4 separate regions of the Mus musculus genome follow, and all the other regions are linked to region 4. A link is a contact called in public HiChIP or PLAC-seq and promoter capture Hi-C data. All regions are on one chromosome and are shown on one strand. Each heading gives the region's core, a stretch centred on a gene start, on an enhancer-like site or on the middle of the called end of the contact. The rest is flanking DNA. Distances are from core to core; before and after follow the strand shown. Region 1 holds the start of Prkacb (protein kinase, cAMP dependent, catalytic, beta). Region 2 holds the start of Pdlim5 (PDZ and LIM domain 5). Region 3 holds the start of Gbp5 (guanylate binding protein 5). Region 4 holds the start of Selenof (selenoprotein F).

Region 1 (2,700 bases), core at 123-2,622, 2.2 Mb before region 4:
AAGAGCACCAATGGTCTATTCTGAAGTTATAACCTTTCAATTGATTTTAAATAGAAATAATAAATATACCATTCTGGCGCTTTTTGAGATGGTATGGCTTTACCTTCTTCATTTCAAGGTCTTCTAATTAGCTTTGGATAAGTCCTTTAATGTCTCTGTGCCTCTGTGGATCTTAAGTAAAACAATGATAGTCTTGCCACATTTGCATAGGGACTTTATGAGGAAACTAATTACTATTTGTACAACACTTAGAACGCAGTATACTTGGTGTACATGCTTGGTAATTTAACATAATTGCCAATAATAGAAGTATGAATCTGTTTAGAATCTTCCACTCACCGCTACTTTTTTTCCCCAATAACAAAACTTTTAAAATGTTCTGGGAAATCTCCTTAGCAGCCAACAACCATCCGTTCATTACGCGCCAACTGTGGTTTGTGCTGCAGACACAAAATAAACTTACATGGTCTCTGCCCTTCCAGAAGTTAATCTTTCTGTTCTAAATTTGGAATGCTTTTTTTTTAGATAGCAAAAGCTCAAAAAAAAAAAAAAAAAAAAAAAAACCAGAACAAAAACTACCAGAGGGCTAGGTGATTAATTTCTAATAACCTCACGGAAAAGCTCAAGTACTCTCAGATGCATGGAAGCGCAACAATCAATTGGGAATGCGTTTATTTTGAAATTTGTGACTGTGTTGATGCACATAACGTACTTGTGTAAAACAGGCAACACATTCCCATATCTCTCCTTAGAAAGCCTGACAGAATTTGTGAGGGCAATCAGGTGAGACCATGAAGAAGGAACTCGGGAAGGGATAAGCTGTCAAGAATGTTGGTGATTGACCTGGTGTGTTGGGAGAATACCTAGAAGAGCGAAGGGAAGAAGTTCCAATGACAGCTGGGAGCTGAGAAAAGACATTCCTGGCCAACGCTGACCTCAGGGTCAGCAGGGTCGGCAGGACGCGGAGGGGCGCACGCACGTCCCTGCAGCCACGCAGGAAGATCAAGCGAGAGCAACCACGGCGTGCGGAACGCGGGCCACACGGATGCGGGAGCAGGCCGAGCCCTGGCACTGTGCCCCCCGCCCGGCTCTGGGGCACCGGATGCCAGGCCGAGGAAGGATCTGGGGTGCTTCCAAACTAACGGTCCCCACGTCCCTCGCTACTTCGAGCTTAGCCTCCGCGGCCAAGCCCAGCATCCACGCAACAAGCAATAAGTTACCGCTACAACCCTGCACAGAGGGGCTCCCGCCCGCCGGGGGGCTTGACCGCGTCACTTCCGGCGCGCCCGCCCGGAAAGAGGCGGAGGTCGCAGTCCGGGTGTGCGGCTCCTGGGGACGCGCCGTGTCGGGGACGCGCGTGGAGGGCGGGCTCGGGAAGGGGGAGTGTCCGCGCGCCGCCGCTGCCGCCGCCGCCACCGCCGCCACCGCCGCCACCGCCACGGTCCCGGTCTCTGCCGGAGAGCTCTCAGCATCTCTCCCGGACACCCAGCCCCTCCGTGCAGCCGGACGCCGCGCTCTAGGGTCTGCGGGAGCCTAGCCAAAGCCTAGCCAAAGTTGCTGCCGACTGCGGGGCGGGCGGCGGGACGGCCCCGGTCCCCTCCCCTCCGTCATCCCTGCTTGCGGACTCCCGGGTCATGGGGAACACTGCGATCGCCAAGAAAGGCAGCGAAGTGGAGAGCGGTGAGTCGAGTCGAAGGCCCTGGCTGGGTTCCCGCCGGATGGGCCGCCGCGCGGTGCAGCGCCCTGGGCCGGTGTCCCCCCCAAGGCCGCGCGCGAGCCACGGGCCGGGCCTTGCAGTGGCCGCGGGGGCCGGCCGCCTCCTCCTCTGTCCCCTCCCCCACGAAGGCTCGGGGGTGAGGGCCAAGCCCCGGGGCTCACTGGAGAGAGGGAAGGCGGGCAGCGAGGTCCCTGTGATCCCCTTTCTTACTAGAGCGAGGAGGGCTGCCACGGTCTGGAACGCGTCCCCAAATATGGTCCTTTTGTGATCGCACCCTTAGCTCTTCTTTCTCCCAGAGCCCCCAACACCCAGACCCTCCTTTAAGGGAGCCACAGGTAGTACGTTTGGGTTGACTTGGCTTTTTCTCCTTCTCCTGGATGTATATCAGTTTTCTCACAAGGTGAGTGTCCGTGAGGGTCTCCAAAGGTGACGTTAACCCTTAGTGTCTAAGGCTCTTTCTTTCACCCAAGAGATTAGAGATGGCAGACATAAATACAAGCAGCAACTTTATCCATTCGAGGAAAAATAAGTGAGACAGCGTTGCGTTTACTCTAGACATCCAGGAATGTTCCAGGATGCCTGTAAAACTTAGAGGCATTTCAGAGTTGAAGTGCTTTCTTCCGAGAGCTGAAAGTTCAGACGTTCAGTACTGTGTACAAAATTTCAAGACAAAAGGGTCGTGGGAATTGAGTTTCTGTGTAGCAACTTGGTTTTATATGTAAGCATACACATATATGCGTGTTGTGTAACAGGCTGTGAGAAAATTGTGTGCCATTATTCGGCTCATATTATAATTTATAATTCACAATAATTAGAGAACGGTCCCTGACTTTTGTTACATTGCCATAGGTTAATGACATCTCAGTCCTTGAAGTAAGTCTGACAATTTGTTCGTGTTACTGTAAGTAACGTCTTCCATTGTGTCTGTGTTTATAACAGAAGAATGAAGCCAATCTTGTAATTAGCTTGAAGCAAACAGCTTT
Region 2 (2,700 bases), core at 198-2,697, 2.2 Mb after region 4:
TGAGGGGGTGAAGAGAAGAACGTTATAAGGTAACACAGGCAAGTGACTTGTCACAAGTGGAACTGTCTATCATGTGTTATAGAATCTGTTGCAACTTTCATTTGTAAACATTGTGACTAAGGCTGGTATTCATCCTATGAAGGCAACTGTAAGGCTGACTCTTTGCTTTGCAGGGGATATCTGTTTACATGTAACCATTCTTAACCATTTACTTTGGAATGATCTATGAAACAGAACCCTAAAACACACTAGACAAATCCCACATTAGAAAAATTCTTCCCTGCAAACTAGTTTTCCTTTTAGAATGTAATACAATCAACAACTGGCCAACAAAATATGCAAGTCACATCCATGTTAAACTTTCTAGTATATACATTAAAAAATGAAAATAAGTTGTAATAATGTTTTAAATAGGCAGATAATATCAACATATAATCAACATACCTATTTTTTAAATTTATAACATTTTAAAAACCTGGTCCATATATGTCAACTTGGCCACTAAACATCCAACTGTACAGTGAAATGTAGTCCTACTGAAGCTTCTATTTAATGGAAATCCTATCCTACTCATGTATAAATTTAGATTCATAACAATGATATAAAACATTTTTACAATGAGTTAAATAGACATATGTGGCCAGTGGCTACTATTTGAACAACTTTGAACCTACTTTAGGAGTTTGCTTGTACCTCTAGAGCAGACTCCAGACTCAGGGACTTCGGTTGAGGTTTATTTTTGTTTGATACACCACTTGGTTAACACTTGTGCTTTTAATATTTTAAAAGTTTCTTTTCGAGTATTCGTTAAACATTACTAACGTTTGCTTGTGAATAAATTCTCTGGGCAAAACCAAACAACTTTACAGAAGTAGGTAAATGTGCTGTTAATTTGGAATTAGAAAAATAAGCTGAGGATACAGTGGCTGAATCACTTTTGGCCACTGCTTTGTATGGCTGTCCTTTAGCTTGACGACAGATTTAACTTCTGCATATTAGGGTTAGCGATTTTCACCTTCCTGACAAGCAAACTTCAGAGTTTGCACTTCTCGAGAGTATACAGAGGTCTTTCACAAAAGCAGGCGGTAGTCGCTGAACTTGCACCGGCAGAGATTTAGCTAAAGCCCTTTTCTATTTTCAGCCAGACCAACTGCGGGTCAATTCAAGTTTCTGCAGAGTGAAAAACGCCGAAATACAAAACAGAGAAGCGGAAGGCTAGATCTTTGCCAGGTACCAGTCCAAGACTACACCCCGGAGACTACGCCCACCGAAACTCCACAGGGGCAATTGTTTTTTGTGGCGGCGGCAGCCGGTCCCAGCAAGTCACAGAGCACAACAGGGAGACTCCACTGCCTTCTAAGCCCTGAGCGACGTGGCCCCGCCCAGCCCGGACCATGGGGGCGTGACCATTAGGGGAGGGGCGTGGCCAGCCTTGGGGCGAGGCGGGGCGAGCGCGGAGGCGGAAGTTCCCCACCGGCTTGAGAGGGACGGCGCAGGCACCGCGAGCCACTTGTCAGCGCTGGTCTGAGGCGGAGGGTGCGCCGCGCCGGTCAGGAGGTGAGTGGCCGCGGGAGGCGGAGGAGCACGTCCTGGTCCGCGAGGGAACAGGAGGAGAAGCGGGTGACGGGGTGCGGCGCGTGGAGGGGCGCGGGACGAGAGGAGGACGGGGCGAGCGTGTCCCCGGGAGCCGCTGCTCCTCAGGTGCTCCCGGTGCGCGCCGAGGTGTGAGAAGCGCCCGGGGCAGGGCGGCGCGCGGCGGGACTGAGCGCCCGGAGCCGGGGCTCTCGGGGACCGGCGCTCCGGAGAGCCGGGCGCACCAGGGGGCGCCCGCCGAGCCGGAGGGCAGGCGGCGAAGGGCAGCACCTCGGCCTGGGGCGCGCCAGCCCCCAGGGAAGCTCCGGCGAGCCGAGAGTGTGCGCCTGCACGGGAAAGCGGCGCAGTTTTGTTTGCTGGCTCCCAGGCTACGGAGAAGCGTGTATTTCCCCCTCCCTGAAATATGTGCAGTTGTGTAACCTGTGAGGGTTACACGTCGGTGCGTCCAGAAGGAAAGCCCACTTAGATCAGTCGCGGTCGCCAGTTTTTATGAAACTGGTGTATACTTGGGGCTTGGGTCAGACTGAGCTTCAGCCCCGTTTGACAATGAGTGGAAAGAGGAAGGGCGTATGGACTGGGCAGAACTTGGAAAGAAAATTCGTGACTGGGCTGGGCAGGTCTAGGGTGTGATCGCCAGATCCTATCCCAGGTCCGCCTTCTTGACCCGAGGACGTCTGAACCCGCCTGCTACGGAAACTGCTAGCTGGGGAACCTTATTTGGCCAACAGGGCTAGGCGTGAACCCAAGCTGGGAAACGTCTCATCCCTCAGCCTTAGTGCTTTAGTCCTCCCACCATTCTATCTCAGGAAGGGGAGAAAGAATCTCTAGGTTGTCTTAATTGAAGGGCTCCTCACTTGTAGGTCTCTCCCGGTTACGCACACCAAGGAAACTCGCACACAAGTGTGGGAAACCACTTTTAGCCTCCCTCACTAGCAGTAGATGGAAGGTATTATTTATGCTGTCCCTAAAAGAAAATCCAAAGCTCTACAGAAATTCCAACGTTTTTACATGTTTGAAAGCAGAATAAGCTGTTATTTCCTGCCTGCTTGGTTGGTATTTTAGCATTTGGGCACTAATAACCACATGGGGGAGACTTGGAAAAAGCCA
Region 3 (2,700 bases), core at 192-2,691, 2.1 Mb after region 4:
ACTAGATAAAATCGGGTTTTTATTTGTAAGTTCCACTTAATATTGATTTCCAGTCTCATCCTTGCAACTGAGTAGCATTATGATGTCATTCAAGTCTTCCCTACAATTCTGCTTCCTACAAGCCAGACGTAACCAAATCAATATGCATTTATATCAGTAGAGGGTTGGGCTAGAGATATTGGCTCAGTGACTAAGAGCACTTGAGGCTCTTGTAGACCTGGATTTTGTTCCCTTAACCCATACCAGGTGGCTCACAACTACCTATAACACCAGTCCTGGGGGACTAAAATACACTCAGGCACACACATAAATAAAATAATTATAAAAAAAAAGAAGAGAAGAGAAGAGAAGAGAAGAGAAGAGAAGAGAAGAGAAGAGAAGAGAAGAGAAGAGAAGAGAAGAGAAGAAGAGAAATGTTCACACAAGGGGAGGACTGTAGGGAAGAAGGTCACCAAGAAATCTGAAAGTACTGAAAGGTGCTGGAGATGAACTTCTGGTGTTTGCTCAGTTTTTGCGTTTATATTCTTATCTGTTCTTTAAGTATGATATGCATGAGGCACGGGACACAGCAAGAAGTCAAAAGAGTTCCCAGGAGCGATCCGCATAGCCAGACCATACCGGCCAAATAGGTCATTTTTTGATTCGTCAACATATAAAGGTAGAGACAATATTGTAGCAGAGACAGAATCCAACACAAATGGGGTTTAAAAGTGAGTGACTGCCCAGGAAAAGCAAACACGGAACCTTTAAGAGATGGCAGTGCAGCGAAAATGCTCACTGCTGTCAGCAAACCTCTTCCTGTGTGCCTTGGAGTTCTCTCTCTCTCTCTCTCTCTCTCTCTCTCTCTCTCTCTCTCTCTCTCTCTCTCTCTCTCTCGCAGCTCTGGCTGTGAATTTGTCCCAAGCTCCAATGAGGACAAGCATCGGCCCACATATAGAGCCTTGCTGTCTGGGAATTCACTTCCCGACAATGGGAGCGCTGGTTAGAGCCCCAGTCTCAGACCTTTTACTGCGCAGCTCATGCTCTGCTATATTGTTCATGCAAACAGTATGGTTGCCTGCTATTCTGGAGGTGATTCTGTTCTAAACAGCAACTAGGGATGCCAAGAAGTTAGAACAAGCGGAGATAAACAGTTGGAAGTCATTTCTACCTTTCAGTTTAATCTCTTCACACTCTGCCCTCTCATTAACAGGAAACAATAACGGCACTGAATAAACACTCGGACTGCTGGACAAGGAATTCTGCTTCTCTGAGAACACTGCTGTTTAATCTCTAATGGGGCTGAGCCAGCATCCAGGCTAGGATGCATCCCATCCTGGATAAAGTAGTCTAAAAAATAATTCCTAACAGTCTCTTCCCACCCCTGCTCCAGGTCTTACCTTAAGAAAAACTGAAGAGCGGGAGCAGGGGCCAGTAAGAACACTGCTTCAAACGGGACTCTGCAAGAGGACAAACTCGTTGCACCCTTATTTATCTGTGCTTGGTTCTGAGAAATAACGGCCAGCCCTGGGAATTTCCTTTCCTCTCCCAGAGAGCTGGGAGAGAACTTGATTATGAAACGCAAGAACAGGAATCTGCAAAAGGGTTCTCTAAACTGAAATTGAAACTACACAAGTTCAGACTGTATAGTTGAAGGGGATTTTCAAAAGCAGAAGGCTTGAATGTCACTGAACTAATTTCCCAGAAGTTGCCCACAATCTGAAAGAGAACGTTGACATCGTTTGTCATTGTTTCAAGCGCTGTTTATTTTATTCCTTTGAACGAGGGTGATAATTTTTATGGTTTTGAATCACAATTGTTTTGAAGGGAAACCTCACGTACTATTTGAAGACTCATTTCTTACAATTGTCTCTGCATCCACTTAGGATAAAAGTTGTTTTCATTGGTAGTAGGTTAAACAAGGAACTCAGGGTGTCATGTTGTGGACTCTTGAATCCCATATATAAAAGAAATAAAGAACAGAATTAGGAAAACTGAGGATAACTTTTTTGGAGTTGGAGAGAGGAAAAAATTAGCAGAGCAGACAAACCGTACAGGAAACCAGAAAGGAGAGATTGCAAAGGAAAAGAAAGCTAATCACGCTTGCTGGGTTAGAGACTGCACCAGCAAGCTGACTCAGTCACAGAAAGGCTGTAAGCAGCTGCTTTAATCTTATACTGTTTGGTGCCGTTTGGAACATCTGCTGATGATGTGACCCAAGTCCGATTCTTCTGAGCAAAACTCAAGCCACTGAGTGGGTTAAACTAATTTTTTAAAATAGGTCAATAAAATAGCTATGCTTTACCAAGAAGAAATAGCCTTCCCTTAACGGAGCTTCAAGAAAGATCTTCTATCTCACTTGTCTAGAATTCAAGCCAAAATAATATGTTAACAAGTCCTGGAGATGACGCTGTCACTACTGGGACAAGGAAACTCAGGAAATGTCTGGTCATATGTAGCCAATAAAGATCAGTTATATAGAAGCTGAATGTTGTACATGGATATTTGCGGACTTTGTTCTGACGCTCTCTGGAGTCTAACTCTCCTAAAAGGAAGCATACTCGCTTTAGACTGCACTTGCCTGTAAGCTTGACAGAAATAGCATTTGACTTTATGGTGGGTACCGCCTATACTGGTGACTTTGGGTAAAATAACCTAACCGTTATCACAATAACAACTGTATTGATCCATGCGCATTGGATGGCCTTCCACTCCAGTGTC
Region 4 (2,700 bases), core at 199-2,698:
GTATTGTCCTGAGACGGCTGTGAAAAAGAAGTCAGTCATTTACTGGGAGATGAGTTAGCAGCAGAACTGAGCGGTCCCTGTTAATGGCACTGACTAGAACTACAGTAGCTTTGGGTTTTTAGTTAAATTCACCAACTAGCTCAAACAGTGCATCCATGAGGGAACTGCTTCACTAACATAAAGGATGGTTAAATTGTTTAAAAACATTGATTGGCAAGGGGGTGGGGGCAGGTATTTACAAAGCCATAGCCTACTGAGATTTTGAAGATAGTTTGAAAACATTACTCCTTTGTTACTTTTGGTAGTGGTAACACATTCAAACGACTACAATGGGAGGGAAAAGCCAACAATTTACTTATGTTTCCAGTATAAAAGTTTAAAGGGATGTTCCCTAAGTGTTTTCTGAAGTACCAGATGTTTCAAAACAACATTGTATTGCAATGTAAGACGCTAAGAATCCACTCTTTGGACAAAGTAAGAAAAGCAGAGACAACGTTTGTGAACTATAAGACCTATGAAGAACAGAGTATTTAGAGACCTACGGTATAATTTTAACTTTCCAAAATCTTGGACAAATCACTTAAGTATCCTAAGTACAAAGACATGTAAATATGGGTGGAAAACTCCCATAGAGGAATTTACCAAAAATACAGTTGCTTCATGAGTAGCTAAGTAAGTCAAAACCAGGTTAACTCCTTTCAGAGATTTAGAACCCGTGTCGTCTGGTTAACGAGGAAAACCGCTTGTCTGGACCAAAACCCTTTAAGGTTTGGGAGTTTGTAAGCAGCGGTAGTTTCATTCACTTGTGTCTCACTCAAAGAAACGTCCCTCCTTTCTAAGCATTACTGACTATGTACCCTCTGTGCTCTGAAAAACCGATCCTAGCTGCCTGAAGCGAGGAAACCATCGTCTCTAGAGCTCCGGCTGGAATTCTGCCACGTTTCATTCCGGATGGAAGCGGCCGCTAAGGCAGCCCGTTCCACGGGCGGCTCCCAAGCGTGGCCCCGGGTTTGCCCTTCCACATCCGCGCTCTCCGACCAGCCTTGAGGCAGCCCCAGAGGCGGTCCACACTCACCGCTTGAAACGCAGTCGCCAGCAGCAAGCGCAGCCCCAGAGCGGGCCGCAGCCACCCACCCTGCCCTGCCGCCATCCCTGCGGTCTGCCGTCAATCTTCAGGGGTCTGAGGACCCCTGTGCCGGGGACGTCCACTGCACTGCCTGACGCGAAACCCGCCGCGAAAGGCCACTGCTACAAGCCTATTATCCCACAAAGACGAGTGTTAGTTAGGCGACCATGGGAGCCTGTAAGTGATCGATTGTTAAACAGTCCTCAGGTTCTTTTAGAGATTCAAATTAGGCATTTTCCTAAACTCCCCACACCGGGGCTTCTTATTCACGACATTCAATCGGCTATCCACGAAGCCCCAGCTCGGCCATCAGTAGCCCCGCCTCCTCCAAGTTTACCCAATCGGACAACGCCTTGCTTGAGTCCCGTGACAAGGAACCCAACCGTAAATCGAACCGAAAGGGCGAGAAGCGGCCTCTCTTCGGACCAATGAACACCACTGTACCGGAGGATGGGGGTGGAGCCTCTGGTTGCCGGGCAGCGTGCGTCAAGGCGTGCGCGTGGTGGCCGAGGGGGAGGGGAGGGGGCGGGCCGAGGGCGGCGCAGCCGCAGCCGCATCGCCACCGGAGGAGCGCGCGGCCGCGAGCGACCGAGGGAGGGAAGGGAGGAAGCGAGGGAAGAGGGCGTGCGGCCGTGGGGTCCCGAAGCCAGGGGGCAGCGGCAGCGGCAGCGGCAGGAGGGCGCCAGGGCCGTCGAGTGGGCCGGGGAGAAGCGTGCACCAGGCGGCCGGCGCTGGCTCCCGCGGGCGGGAGACCGGAGAGGAGGAGGGGGTCGCTGCGGCGCGGCAGTCCGCGCAGCTCCCGGGTCGGGGTCTCCTCCCGGCGCTTCGGTCGCCCTCGGGGCCCCGCTCCCCGCCCCCCGCGGTATGTCTTGATCGCGAGCGGCGGGTTTCATGGGGCTCCTCAGGATTATGATGCCGCCCAAGTTGCAGCTGCTGGCGGTGGTGGCCTTCGCGGTGGCGATGCTCTTCTTGGAGAACCAGATCCAGAAGCTGGAGGAGTCCCGGGCGAAGCTAGGTGAGGCAGCCGAGCGGTGCGCCGGGGCCGGGCTGGCGGGTGGGCATTGCCGGCTATAGCAAGTGGGCTTCCTCAGGGGGCCTCGGAGAACCTCGAGAGCTGGGACCCGGGCACGTCGAGCTCCCGCCACCGGGGAGGGAAGCTGGGCTGATGAGCTGCACGCGCGAGGTCTCTGGCCAGAGGGCTGCCCCGTCGGCCCTTCACTGAGAGAGGGGACCCAGGTCTGCCTGGAGCTGGTGCTGCTGGAGGACACAAACGCTCCCTCTCTCTTCTCTTCCAAATCGTTCTGCAAAGCCCCAGTCATGTGCAGAGATGGGGACTGGAATTTGAATTAGGGGCACCTGGGCACAGGATCCTTTGGGGATGGTGGTCGTGGGGAGATTCGTCGCGGGGAGATGGGTAGAAATGGAAGGAGACTCCGGGAATGATGGGGAGTGAAAGCGGCTCACCGTAGTGAGTGGCAGGCATGCCTGAGCCTAGGGCAGTAAGGGACCTTAGAACTGACAGCTTTGGTAGGCTGGCGGTGTGGGACAGCGGAGCCGATGATGGCACGAAAAGG

Evidence for each region. HiChIP or PLAC-seq counts read pairs in DNA pulled down with a chosen protein or histone mark. Capture Hi-C pulls out chosen DNA fragments and counts their contacts.
Region 1: a contact with region 4 is called in an H3K27ac HiChIP or PLAC-seq map of thymic regulatory T cells, with 9 times the contacts expected there. The contact joins the promoter of Prkacb here to the promoter of Selenof in region 4. A contact is called at or near these places in 1 of 39 promoter capture datasets (liver), 1 of 484 Hi-C or Micro-C datasets (CD4 T cells) and 1 of 115 datasets of contacts at active chromatin or transcription factors (thymic regulatory T cells).
Region 2: an H3K27ac HiChIP or PLAC-seq map of thymic regulatory T cells shows a contact between it and region 4, with 10 times the contacts expected there. The contact joins the promoter of Pdlim5 here to the promoter of Selenof in region 4. A contact is called at or near these places in 1 of 39 promoter capture datasets (pre-B cells), 3 of 484 Hi-C or Micro-C datasets (CD4 T cells, embryonic stem cells and neutrophils), 1 of 115 datasets of contacts at active chromatin or transcription factors (thymic regulatory T cells) and 2 of 9 other capture datasets (adipose tissue and liver).
Region 3: a promoter capture Hi-C map of liver shows a contact between it and region 4, with 4 times the contacts expected there. The contact joins the promoter of Gbp5 here to the promoter of Selenof in region 4. A contact is called at or near these places in 1 of 39 promoter capture datasets (pre-B cells), 1 of 484 Hi-C or Micro-C datasets (B cells) and 2 of 9 other capture datasets (adipose tissue and liver).

The regions. Positions count from the first base shown.
Region 1 is chr3:146,811,618-146,814,317 of GRCm38.p6, reverse strand. It overlaps Prkacb (protein kinase, cAMP dependent, catalytic, beta), which reads left to right and starts at 1,372. Exons shown (of 10, transcript NM_011100.4): 1 at 1,372-1,680. The coding sequence starts at 1,635. It overlaps LOC115486180 (a long non-coding RNA gene), which reads left to right and starts at 1,688. Exons shown (of 2, transcript XR_003954577.1): 1 at 1,688-2,117.
Region 2 is chr3:142,394,443-142,397,142 of GRCm38.p6, reverse strand. Pdlim5 (PDZ and LIM domain 5) reads left to right here and starts at 1,447. Exons shown (of 13, transcript NM_019808.3): 1 at 1,447-1,557.
Region 3 is chr3:142,495,675-142,498,374 of GRCm38.p6, reverse strand. It overlaps Gbp5 (guanylate binding protein 5), which reads right to left and starts at 1,441. Exons shown (of 11, transcript NM_153564.2): 1 at 1,380-1,441.
Region 4 is chr3:144,569,175-144,571,874 of GRCm38.p6, reverse strand. It overlaps Selenof (selenoprotein F), which reads right to left and starts at 1,448. Exons shown (of 5, transcript NM_053102.2): 1 at 1,076-1,448. The coding sequence starts at 1,150. Hs2st1 (heparan sulfate 2-O-sulfotransferase 1) reads left to right here and starts at 1,659. Exons shown (of 7, transcript NM_011828.4): 1 at 1,659-2,141. The coding sequence starts at 2,018.